3 separate regions of the Mus musculus genome follow, and all the other regions are linked to region 3. The links are chromatin contacts, called in public promoter capture Hi-C maps. All regions are on one chromosome and are shown on one strand. Each heading gives the region's core, a stretch centred on a gene start, on an enhancer-like site or on the middle of the called end of the contact. The rest is flanking DNA. Distances are from core to core; before and after follow the strand shown. Region 1 holds the start of Blm (Bloom syndrome, RecQ like helicase). Region 2 has its middle 11 kb from the start of Gm45202. Region 3 holds the start of Unc45a (unc-45 myosin chaperone A).

Region 1 (3,305 bases), core at 160-2,659, 190 kb after region 3:
TAGTTTAATCAGTAAGTTCCAGGTTCAGTGAGACTGCCCCAAACACTAAGATGGAAGACAACTGCAGAAGGTACCTCTGGTCTTCTTGCACATTAACACACACACACAAACATGGACAAGAACATACTCCTATCTCCATTCCTGACAAAAGGTAAAAATTTAGAAAATAGAGCATGTCCCTCAACCAAGTTTAAGATGCTACATTCTGTCCAGCAGTGGCAGCCATTGCCTTTAATTCCAGCACTCAGGAGGGAAAGGCAGTGGAATCAGGGTTCGAGGCCAGCCTGGTCTACAGTGGGCTACACAGAGAAATCTGTGAGTCTCTTTTGCAGAAGTACATATTTCACAGTATATACACTTTAAATAACAGGGATGGTGACATGGGTCTGTAACTCAAGCACTTGAGAGGTTGAGGCTGAAAAGATCATGGAGTCCAAAGTCACCCTCAGCTCTACAAGTTTGAGGCCAGACGGGACTACAAGATCCAAAACAAACAAACTGGTACTAAATCCCTATCTTGGGAACCTAAAAATCCCACTTCATCCAAGCAAAGTTAAAGTGACATCCAAACAGAATAGCAGTCAGGCTAACAAAATGTTGACTCAAGCCGGTGTGACGTCAACTCAGCACTGGATGGCTGAGACGGTGTGACGTCAACTCAGCACTGGATGGCTGAGACAAGTTCCTTCCAAGCTCAATTAAATGTATTACTCCCCAGGCGTCTGCCTCTCTCCTTCTCCTCCATCTTGTCATCTCTCGATCAGTCTTTCCCACCCCTACCCCTTGCTGAGGTAGGAGAGCTGTGTATTTAAAGGCGACACCGGAAGATGGCAGGTTCATCTCAGTCACCCTCACCCGGTAACCTATGACAGTTAAGAGGGACTGGGAGGAAGCCTGGGGCAGTGAGATAGGCTTCAGAGCTGGGCAGGTCCTATTCAAACCTCATCTGGCATCCAAGCCCGCGCGCCCTTTCGGCAAACGAGGTCTGAGCTCCTGCTTCTCCGATTAAAAACAGGGCACCTCCACCTCTTCTGGCGTCTCGAAAGCATGCATTGCTACGAGGGGTCGTTGCAGCACTACACAAACTACGGGAAGCAGATGAGCTAATTTCTCGCGTATGACAATCAAGGCCTTAAGGAAAGTGTGGACAGTGAGACTCGAGCCTCGGCCGCCTGACATGGCCTTTTCTGGGTCACCAGGTCTCTACTCCGGTCTGGGCTTCTCGCCACAAGCGAGGCTCGGAGAACCTGGGACGGATGACTGGTGAAATGGCCAAGGCCTCGGGCTCTGTTAGTCGGCGGAGCCACCGCAACCCAGCGCGCGCCGAACTCACCTCACTCAGGCTTACGTCGCGCCGGGCGGAACCACCATCCAAACTCCGCGCGCCGACACGGCCCTCCTGCGCCCCGCGCCGCACGCTCTGCGCGGCAAGAAGGATGATTCTGATTGGGTAATCCCTGAAGGATCTAACCAATACCGTGGCCTCTGGCTCCTGGCCCCGCCCCTAGAGCTGCTGGGGCGGTATCCCCCGAGCACGTACTACTAAAGCCCAATCCGAATGCAGCTGACCGGTCAGGTGATTATGGCAAACTACCTGGCTTCCGGCGTAGTAAGGCTTTGTTTTGTTTTTTGTTTTTTGTTTTCCTAGTGTAGGGAAAGGCGCCTGAAGCCCAGTCTGTGGCATGGTAGAGATTTTGTGATGTTTGAAGACAGCCGAGGCTTGCTAGTTCCGGTAAATCAGGCGAAGCGTCTGTGGGCCTCTTCTTTTGGATCTCACCCTCTATTCTTGTGAAACTTCGGCGGTTCTTCCACTGCTGACTGTCATTAATCGGTCGCAAGCTCAGATACTTCAGCTGGCATGCAGATGCCGAGGGTGAAGCTTCAGTTCTAGTGGGTAGCTTCCACCATGAATGCAGCCCGGTGATGCCTGATCTTCTATTTTTGTAACTTTTAGTTTTTTTGAGACCGGACCTTACATAGCCCAGGTTGGCCTCAAACCTCCACCAAATTGTGTAGGAGAAGCTGACCTTGAACTCCCGATCCACCTACTTACACTTCCCAAATACTAGGATTACATATTCCACCAAAGTGGGCTCTTGTTAATTTTTTTCTCTTCCAACCCTGTCATCTGTCCTTACCCTCTTTTTATTTTATTTATTTATTTATTTATTTATTTATTTATTTTGGTTTTTTGAGACAGGGTTTCTCTGTATAGCCTTGGCTGTCCTGGAACTCACTCTGTAGACCAGGCTGGCCTCCAACTCAGAAATCCACCTGCCTCTGCCTCCCAAGTGCTGGGATCAAAGGCGTATGCCACCACTGCCGGACCCTTTCCCTCTTTTAAGGAGTAAATTCAAACTGTTACAACAATATGGAAAACAGTACAAAGGATTTGAAAGATACTAAAAGTTACCTCATGACCCAGAAACATCTCCTCTGACATATACCCAAAGAAAATTAATAAATAACTTCCTAAAGCTATCAGCTTTCCCTTGTTCATTGCTGCATAATCCACAATAGCCAAGATATGAAAATAAGCTGTCAGGAGAAAGACGGGAAATGCACATCAGAATAGTAATTAGCCTGGTAAAAAGAACCAGATCTTTCCATTTAGGGACATTATGCTAAGTGAAATAAGCCAGACACAGTAAATTATTATTGCATGATCTTATATGTGGGATCTTTATAAAATTTAAATATTCATATCTAGAGAAAACTGGTGGAGAGTTGTGGGTTAGAGGACACATATAGTGAAAATACCTAGAGATCCAAAATACAATATGCAAGTTCTATATATTGCATTTGTGCTAAACTATTATGAGTTACAAAAACCAAGGAAGTATAGCTGCAGATGATGACTAGACTCATGTGTTTCATTATTGTAAATTTCTTACTATCTATATGTGTCTGCATCTTTAGGCATCCTGCTGACAAACTGATAAAATGTTTTTAAAGCTGCGTCTATGTAGCCCTAGCTAGCCTGTTACTTAATTATGTAGACTAAGCTGGCCTCAAACTTAGAGACATCTGCCTGCCTCTGCCTTCTGAGTGCTAGGAAGTGCAGGCATGCCTTGAAATTTCCTTCCTTCCTTCCTTCCTTCCTTCCTTCCTTCCTTCCTTCCTTCCTTTTTTTTCTCTTTTTCCCTTTTCTTTTTCCTTCCTTCCTTCCTTTCCTCCTCATTTCTTCTTTCTCTCTTTTGTTTGTTCTTTCTTTCTGAGACAGGGTTTCTTTGTGTAGTCTTGGCTGTCCTGAAACTCACTCTGTAGATCAGCCTCGCTTTGAACTCTGAGATCCACTTACCTCT
Region 2 (3,357 bases), core at 232-2,731, 200 kb before region 3:
TTGCACAGTTAAAACAACAACAAAAATAGTCATCCAAAACTCATAGCTAATTGGAGCTAGAGAGATGGCTCAATGGTTAAAAGCAACACACATACACACACATACATGGCAGGTGGCGGGCTGGAGAGATGCTTCCGTGGTTAAGAGCACTGATTGTTTTTCCAGAGGTCCTGAGTTCAATTCCCAGAAACCACATGGTGGCTCACAACCATCTGTAATGAGATCTGATACCCTCTTCTGGTGTGTCTGAAGACAGCTACAGTATATATAATAAATTTAAAAGGCTAGGAATGGTAATATATGCCTTTAATCTCAGCACATGGGAAAGTGAGGCAGATGGACTTCTATGAGTTCAAGACCAGGCAGGGCTACATAGTTAAGTTTGAGGATAGTCAAGATTACAAATTGAGAGCCAGTCTGGAAGGGGTGGTTGGGGGCAGGAGAACAACTTAAGTTGTGGCAAGAGGACTGCAAGCTTAAAGTTTGAAACTTTGAGACTAGTCTTGGCTACATAGCAAGATCCTACTCAACCCACTAACAAAAGTCACAGAGGGGGATGGGGGGGGGGGGGCCAGGCCAGTGAGGTGAGTTAGTGATATGGTACTTCCTGCCAAAGCCAGTAATCTGAGTTCCATCCTCAGAACCCACTCTGTAGGACAGAACTGACTCCCTAAAGTTGTCCTCTGACCTCCACACTCCACAAGAAGACTATGGACACACACATACATACATGTAAAATAGATAAATATATGTAAAAACCAATCGTGGCACCCTCTGGGCTGGGTTCTCTTGTTTTGCATCTCCCCCGTTCTGACTTTCCTGTTGTTGAGATCTCTCACCACTGTCTTGCAAGCTGTCCTTCACGCAGCTACTCAGTTCCTCCTGTGTGTAACCAGCTCTCTTCAACCGCGTCCTTGGCACTTCCCCTTCTCGGCCCAACTGGCTGATCGAGATATTTTCCCAAACAAAACCTGTTCTCACCCCGCTAAGCACATTGCAGACTTGCCATCTGGTGTCTATGTGGGTCTCCTGAGAAACAGATGAGTGGGCAGCCACAGCTGAGATGCAGATCGTCTCTCTACCAGCTGCCAGGCTGAGAGGAGACCCACGGCCTCAGGGGTGGGGGCCGGGGCGGGGGGCCGGCTGGGGAAAAAGTGCATAAGGCAGCCCCTGGAACGCAGTCCCATCTCTCTATAGTGGGCCAGACCTCAGAAGGGCGGGGCTGAAGGAGGAAACAGAGAGACTTAGGTAAAGTGACCAGTAAGTTCAGATAAGAAAGGATTCAGTCTGATCAGAAAGATGCTTGAGGCGCAGAGTCCTGGAGCCAGACAGAGCCGAGTGGGGTGTGGTGAGAAATGGGAGAAGAGACAGCAGGAAAATCCCACCTTTTTTAGAAATGCTAAGCTTTTGAGGCAGGGTGCATCTGGAGCGGTTTCGGGGAGGAAGTTAAAAAGAAGAACCAGAGGACAAGAACACACGCCAAGCCTGGAAGGGAAACAGATGCCTTGCAGGGATCCCTCTCCAAAGCAGAGGCAAGAAAAGGGAGGGCAGGAGTGTTTCCAGTGAAACCCGCCACCTGAGGAGCGCTCACCAGGCCAGGCAGGAATGCTGGCAAGAGCTGACAGGTATACCTGCTTGAGACAGGCCAGACATTGTCCCGATGCTGCGGCCCACAAAACACAACGCGCAAGACTCACTGTGATGTTAAATTGTCTACTAGGACATTTGAAAGGGTGAAAGAGGGGTATGGGGTGGCATGGGTCTGCCTTCCCAGCATTCCAGAGGGTGAGGCAAGAGGAAGATCAGAGATCCGCCTGCTTCTGCCTCCCAAGTGCTGGGATTAAAGGTGCTCATCACTTCACTGGCCCAGTTTTTTTTTTTTTTTTTTTTTTTTTTTTTGGTTTTTCGAGACAGGGTTTCTCTGTCTAGCCCTGGCTGTCCTGGAACTCACTCTGTAGACCAGGCTGGCCTCAAACTCAGAGATCCGCCTGCCTCTGTCCCAGATTATTGTTTTAATTATTGAGACAAGGCCTCACTGTATAGCCTTAGCTTGTCTGGAGCTTTCTATGGACACCAGGTTGGCCTCAGACGTACAGAGGTTCACCCTTGCTTCTGCCTCCTGAGTGCGGGGATTAAAGGCGTGCATCGTGCACACACACAGCTATTGTTTTATTTTGAGACAGGAATTTCGTGTACTCCAGGCTATCCTCAAACTCCCTGAGTTGGGAAGGATGGTATTGAACTTTTGATCCTTCTGCCTCCACCTCCCAACTGCTGGGACTCCAATCGAGGGTGACCACACCCAGTTTTCAGAATACTGGAGATGGAATCCAGCACACTGCACATGCTAGACAACCACTCTCCTCCCTGGGCTACATTCCCAGTCCTACACTGCCATCTGGGAGGGGTGTTCTCTGTATTGCCCTGGCTGTCCTGGAGTCCAGGCTGGCCTCGAACTCAGAAATCTGCCTGCCTCTGCCTCCAAAGTGCTTCGATTAAAGGTGTGTACCACCACTGCCTGGTACAATCTTCTGTTTGAGGAGAGTATTTTAGCAAAGTGTGCTGGTATACATCTTTTAAGTAGTAGCATGTGAGAGAGCCTGAGGCAGAAAGATCTCTGAGTTCAAGGCTAGTCTACACACTGAGAACCTGTTCCAAAAGAAAAAAGAAGCTGGGCATGGTGGCACAAACCTTTAATCCCAGCACTCGGGAGGCAGAGGCAGGTGGATTTCTGAGTTCAAGGCCAGCTTGGTCTACAAAGTGAGTTCCAGGACAGCCAGAGCCACACAGAGAAACTGTCTCGAAAAATTAAAAAAAAAAAGAAAAGAAAAGAAAAGAAAGAAAGGAAAAGAAAAGAAAAGAAAAGAAAAGAAAAGAAAAGATAAAAGAAAAGTGCCCATGCCTTTAATCCCAGCACTTGGGAGGCAGAGGTAGGAGGATCTCTGAGTTCAAGGCCACCCTGTGTGTGACAGGAGGTGGGACTCGAACCCACACCTGGTCTACAGAACAAGTTCCAGGAGGGCAAGAGCTGCACAGAGAAACCCTCTCTCCAGGAAAAACCAGCCAATCAACCAACCAACAAAAGAGCTAGTCCTGTAATTAACATGCTTGCAATTTATTTTTCTCCAAAAACCCAGTGTATATAGTCAATAACCGAGTTGCCCATGCCTGGGAGCCTGGCGAACTTCCCAAGTCTGACAAATTTTCCATGTAACGTTCTCTGAACCTGGCCACTTAGAACCGTGATACAGTGGATGTGGTAGCAGATGCCTATATATAACTGCAGTGCTCGAGAGGCTGGGCAGAAGAATCACCGAGTTCAAGGCCAGCCTGGGCTACATAGTGTGTACATAGTGA
Region 3 (3,045 bases), core at 50-2,549:
TTCAGGTCAAGGACAGCCTGGTCCAGGCGGCCCAGCTTCTCTAGGGCTTGGCTTCGGCGATAGAGTGCTTTGACATCCCCACCGTCCTTTTCAATGGCTGAGCACAAACAGGAACTCTATCAGCACCCAGGAGGCCACCGTCTCCAGGCAAGAGCAGTAGGGATAGATCTCGAGGGCCAAAGGAAGATAGGGGTACGAATGTGGAGCTCGGTGCTTCAGCCTCAGAAAAGGTGAGGGCGGCTGCAGAAAAGGAAAGGCCGAAGAAGTGGGAAAGCAAGTAGAAAGACGAGTGACTGGGTCCAGAGGAGGAGAAAGGGATGGCTCGGTGGCCCCAGAGTCCTTTCCCACCACAGAAGACCCCATTGCTCCATATGAGGACCCACACCCACCCTACCTTTAGACGCCTCTGATTCTGCTTTGCTGTAATCTTCCTGTAAGAGAAAGATCAGGAGCCTGAGAGTGGCAATGGCACCCTTGTTTTGCTGAACCACCTGATCCCCCACTACCCACGCCTAAAGACCTCTGGCAATCGTGCGTGGCTAGGAAATGCCCAACTGGTGCACAAACAGCAGCGGCTATGGGCAATCCCAGGCCCAGGTAGAACCAGGTTAGAGCAACCCGATCCCCTCACCAGCTTGAGGTGGCAAGCAGCCCTGTTTCGGTGCAAAATGGCCTGGTCCTGGGGCGTCGCGCCGAGACTCAGGGCCTGTGTGTAGGCGGTCAGGGCGCCCTCGTAATCCCCGCATTTGAACAGCTCGTTGCCCTCCTTCCGCAGCTGCTCGGCTGAGCTGGCCTGGAGAGAGAGAGAGAGAGAGAGAGAGAGAGAGAGAGAGAGAGAGAGAGAGAGAGAGAGAGAGAGAGAGAGAGAGAGGGAGAGAGAGAGAGAGAGAGAGAGAGAGAGAGAGAGAGAGAGAGAGAGAGAGAGAGAGAAGAGAGAGAGAGAGAGAGAGAGAGAGAGAAGAGAGAGAGAGAGAGAGAGAGAGAGAGAGAGAGAGAGAGAGAGAGAGAAAGGCGTTGGGCAGAGCAGCGCGCCTGGGAGAAGAGCCGGGTCTTGGCCGAGTCCCGTGAAGGGCTAGAATAAGGTGACGGCGACCAGGTGCGAAGGCGCATGTGTGAAAGGGGAGATGGCACAGGAGAATCAGTACGCACCCCGGGGTCGGAAGGTCGGGGCTCGGGGGTCTCCGGGCCACTCACAGTCATCACGAAGCTAAGCTCCAAGAGCCAGTGCAGGCGCAGTCTTTAGAGCAAAGGTGTCCCTGGGATCCGCGAGATGCCGGCGACTGCCCCGCCCCAGCAATGCGTCAGTGTTACGCTAAACAAGGCGAGGCCAAGAAGTGGTTGGGTCTGTGCAAGGGCGGGGTACTCGCGTTGCGCAGGCGCAGGCTCAGGCTCAGGGCTGCTTCACGAGCGCCTAGTCTGTTCCCACTGGAACCTGTAGAGGGCGCGCGGAAGAGGCTCTAAAGGAAAGGCGGCGGCAGCCGCTGGAGTTTTGTTTTTCTCTCCGTCCCCGACCACGGCAGAAGTGCACGAAATCTGTAGTCATCAGTGCCATCAGCAGTAGAGTGTAGATGCCCAGTGCTAGGAGCGGGCCTGGACCCCTGGGGAGACAGGAGAGACTCAAGGTTGTCTACTGGCTGCTACAAGTCAGGGTTTGCAGAGCCCAGAGTCCCACGAGAGCAGGGGATAAATACAGATGCATACACATATTTTGCATACAAATCTGGGAGCTCGCAAGTACCTTGAAGACAAACGCGGCAGATTCAGAATTAAACCTCCTACTACAATGTGTCCAAGATTAACAAATCCTCTTTATTAACACCGTCCAAACCCCTTAAGACAAAGCAGCTTCTGTTACTTGTTTTCATTTACAGCATTGGTTGTAATTATGATTTAGTGACTTCCTCTCCACTAATCTGGAAGCTACAAGTCTCCCACTGCAGAATTCAAGGACAGTGCCCAAGACACGGGAGCACTCTGCCAGTGTTCTGCGAATCCGGGACTAGAGTTCTTACCTGAGGATGGGTGGTGGCTGAAGCGAAGACAAGTTAACTTGGTACAGGGCCTCAAATTCATCCAGGGTACAGCAGGAACCCCCGGCAGCCTGCAGGTGGCAACAGTAGGCTTCCTCGGGAGTGTCAGAGAGGCGCGGACAGAAAAAACCAGGGTAGTGGCCGCCTTCTGCATCCCGTGTAGTCTGGCACAAATGGGGGTGGTGAGCCAGGGCTGGAGAGAAGCAAGACGTCTATAGAGAAGGGAGGTTACCCACATCCCCTTCACCCTGCTCAAAGTGCAAAATGGGGTCCAAGTCCCAAAGAGAAGAGAAGAGGAGGCTCTCTCCACCCCTCACCATCAGATCTCCCGTACCCCAAGTCACCCTCAGAGGATAGGGAAAGTATTATACCTGAGAGGTCGGTTGGCTGGGCAAGATTCATCCAACTGAAAAGCAGTCCCCCACACAGGCCTGTCAGCAGGAGCCCTGGACCTCTCCCCTGGAGGCCCATAAGAAGTCGCCTCCACCTCAGTCGTAGTCCTAGGAATCCAACAGGGGTTCTAAGCCCTGGCTACAGACAAGAAGGAAGCTGAAATTAAAGTCCCAAGATTTGCAGGGGTGAAAACTCCTCTATTATAAGCTTGTGGAGAGATGAGAGTGATTGGGTCCTATCATCTGCTGGGAAATGTGAGGCCTTTGGCTCTAAACTGCCTATGATTTCCTAAGCAGAAGGGAGGAAAGGAATGCCAGGAGAGAAAAAGTTGAGCCATTGTCAAAAAGGAAGAAAGAAAGAAAGAAAGGAAAGAAGAAAGAAAGAAATGAAATGAGCGTGTGAAGCCAACTGTGTTTCTATCTACCCATTCCTCAATTTCTAGGCTGCACGGACACCTTGGGGGATATGGATTATTCCATTTTAGACCCCAGAGACCTCTGTTCAGCCTGTGGGGCATCCCTCTGTAACTGCAGCGCCATGGCAACCACCAAGCCTGTCAGAGAGTCCAGTCATTAGGCTTTCCCCTGAGCCTTATCTCCCCAGCTGCCAGCCCAGACACAAA

Evidence for each region. Promoter capture Hi-C pulls out the DNA fragments that hold promoters and counts their contacts. Capture Hi-C pulls out chosen DNA fragments and counts their contacts.
Region 1: a promoter capture Hi-C map of pancreatic islet shows a contact between it and region 3. The contact joins the promoter of Blm here to the promoter of Unc45a in region 3. A contact is called at or near these places in 11 of 39 promoter capture datasets (the 3T3-L1 cell line, the C10 cell line, cranial neural crest and 6 more), 2 of 15 datasets of contacts at CTCF or cohesin (the NIH/3T3 cell line and stem cell-derived epiblast-like cells), 11 of 484 Hi-C or Micro-C datasets (B cells, CD4 T cells, CD8 T cells and 7 more), 14 of 115 datasets of contacts at active chromatin or transcription factors (the SCID.adh cell line, acute myeloid leukemia, astrocytes and 9 more) and 4 of 9 other capture datasets (adipose tissue, liver, macrophages and 1 more).
Region 2: a contact with region 3 is called in a promoter capture Hi-C map of embryonic stem cells, with 6 times the contacts expected there. The contact joins the enhancer-like site here to the promoter of Unc45a in region 3. A contact is called at or near these places in 25 of 39 promoter capture datasets (the 3T3-L1 cell line, 3T3-L1-derived adipocytes, the C10 cell line and 17 more), 3 of 15 datasets of contacts at CTCF or cohesin (embryonic stem cells and large pre-B cells), 10 of 484 Hi-C or Micro-C datasets (the G1E-ER4 cell line, the HL-1 cell line, the N1E-115 cell line and 5 more), 27 of 115 datasets of contacts at active chromatin or transcription factors (the 230-238 cell line, the HPC-7 cell line, the SCID.adh cell line and 16 more) and 4 of 9 other capture datasets (adipose tissue, liver, macrophages and 1 more).

The regions. Positions count from the first base shown.
Region 1 is chr7:80,533,710-80,537,014 of GRCm38.p6, forward strand. It overlaps Blm (Bloom syndrome, RecQ like helicase), which reads right to left and starts at 1,410. Exons shown (of 22, transcript NM_001042527.2): 1 at 1,334-1,410.
Region 2 is chr7:80,142,615-80,145,971 of GRCm38.p6, forward strand. No RefSeq gene overlaps it. Among named protein-coding and RNA genes, the nearest start is that of Gm45202, 11 kb to the right of the region's middle. Within about 2 kb of position 1,482, at least 140 of the 459 cell types and tissues checked have an H3K27ac peak or open chromatin away from gene starts, as enhancers often do. A contact at or near this core is called in the 230-238 cell line, the G1E-ER4 cell line, the HPC-7 cell line and 13 more, where this site is marked.
Region 3 is chr7:80,338,920-80,341,964 of GRCm38.p6, forward strand. Unc45a (unc-45 myosin chaperone A) reads right to left here and starts at 1,300. Exons shown (of 20, transcript NM_133952.2): 1 at 1,150-1,300; 2 at 632-793; 3 at 395-431; 4 at 1-97. The coding sequence starts at 1,200.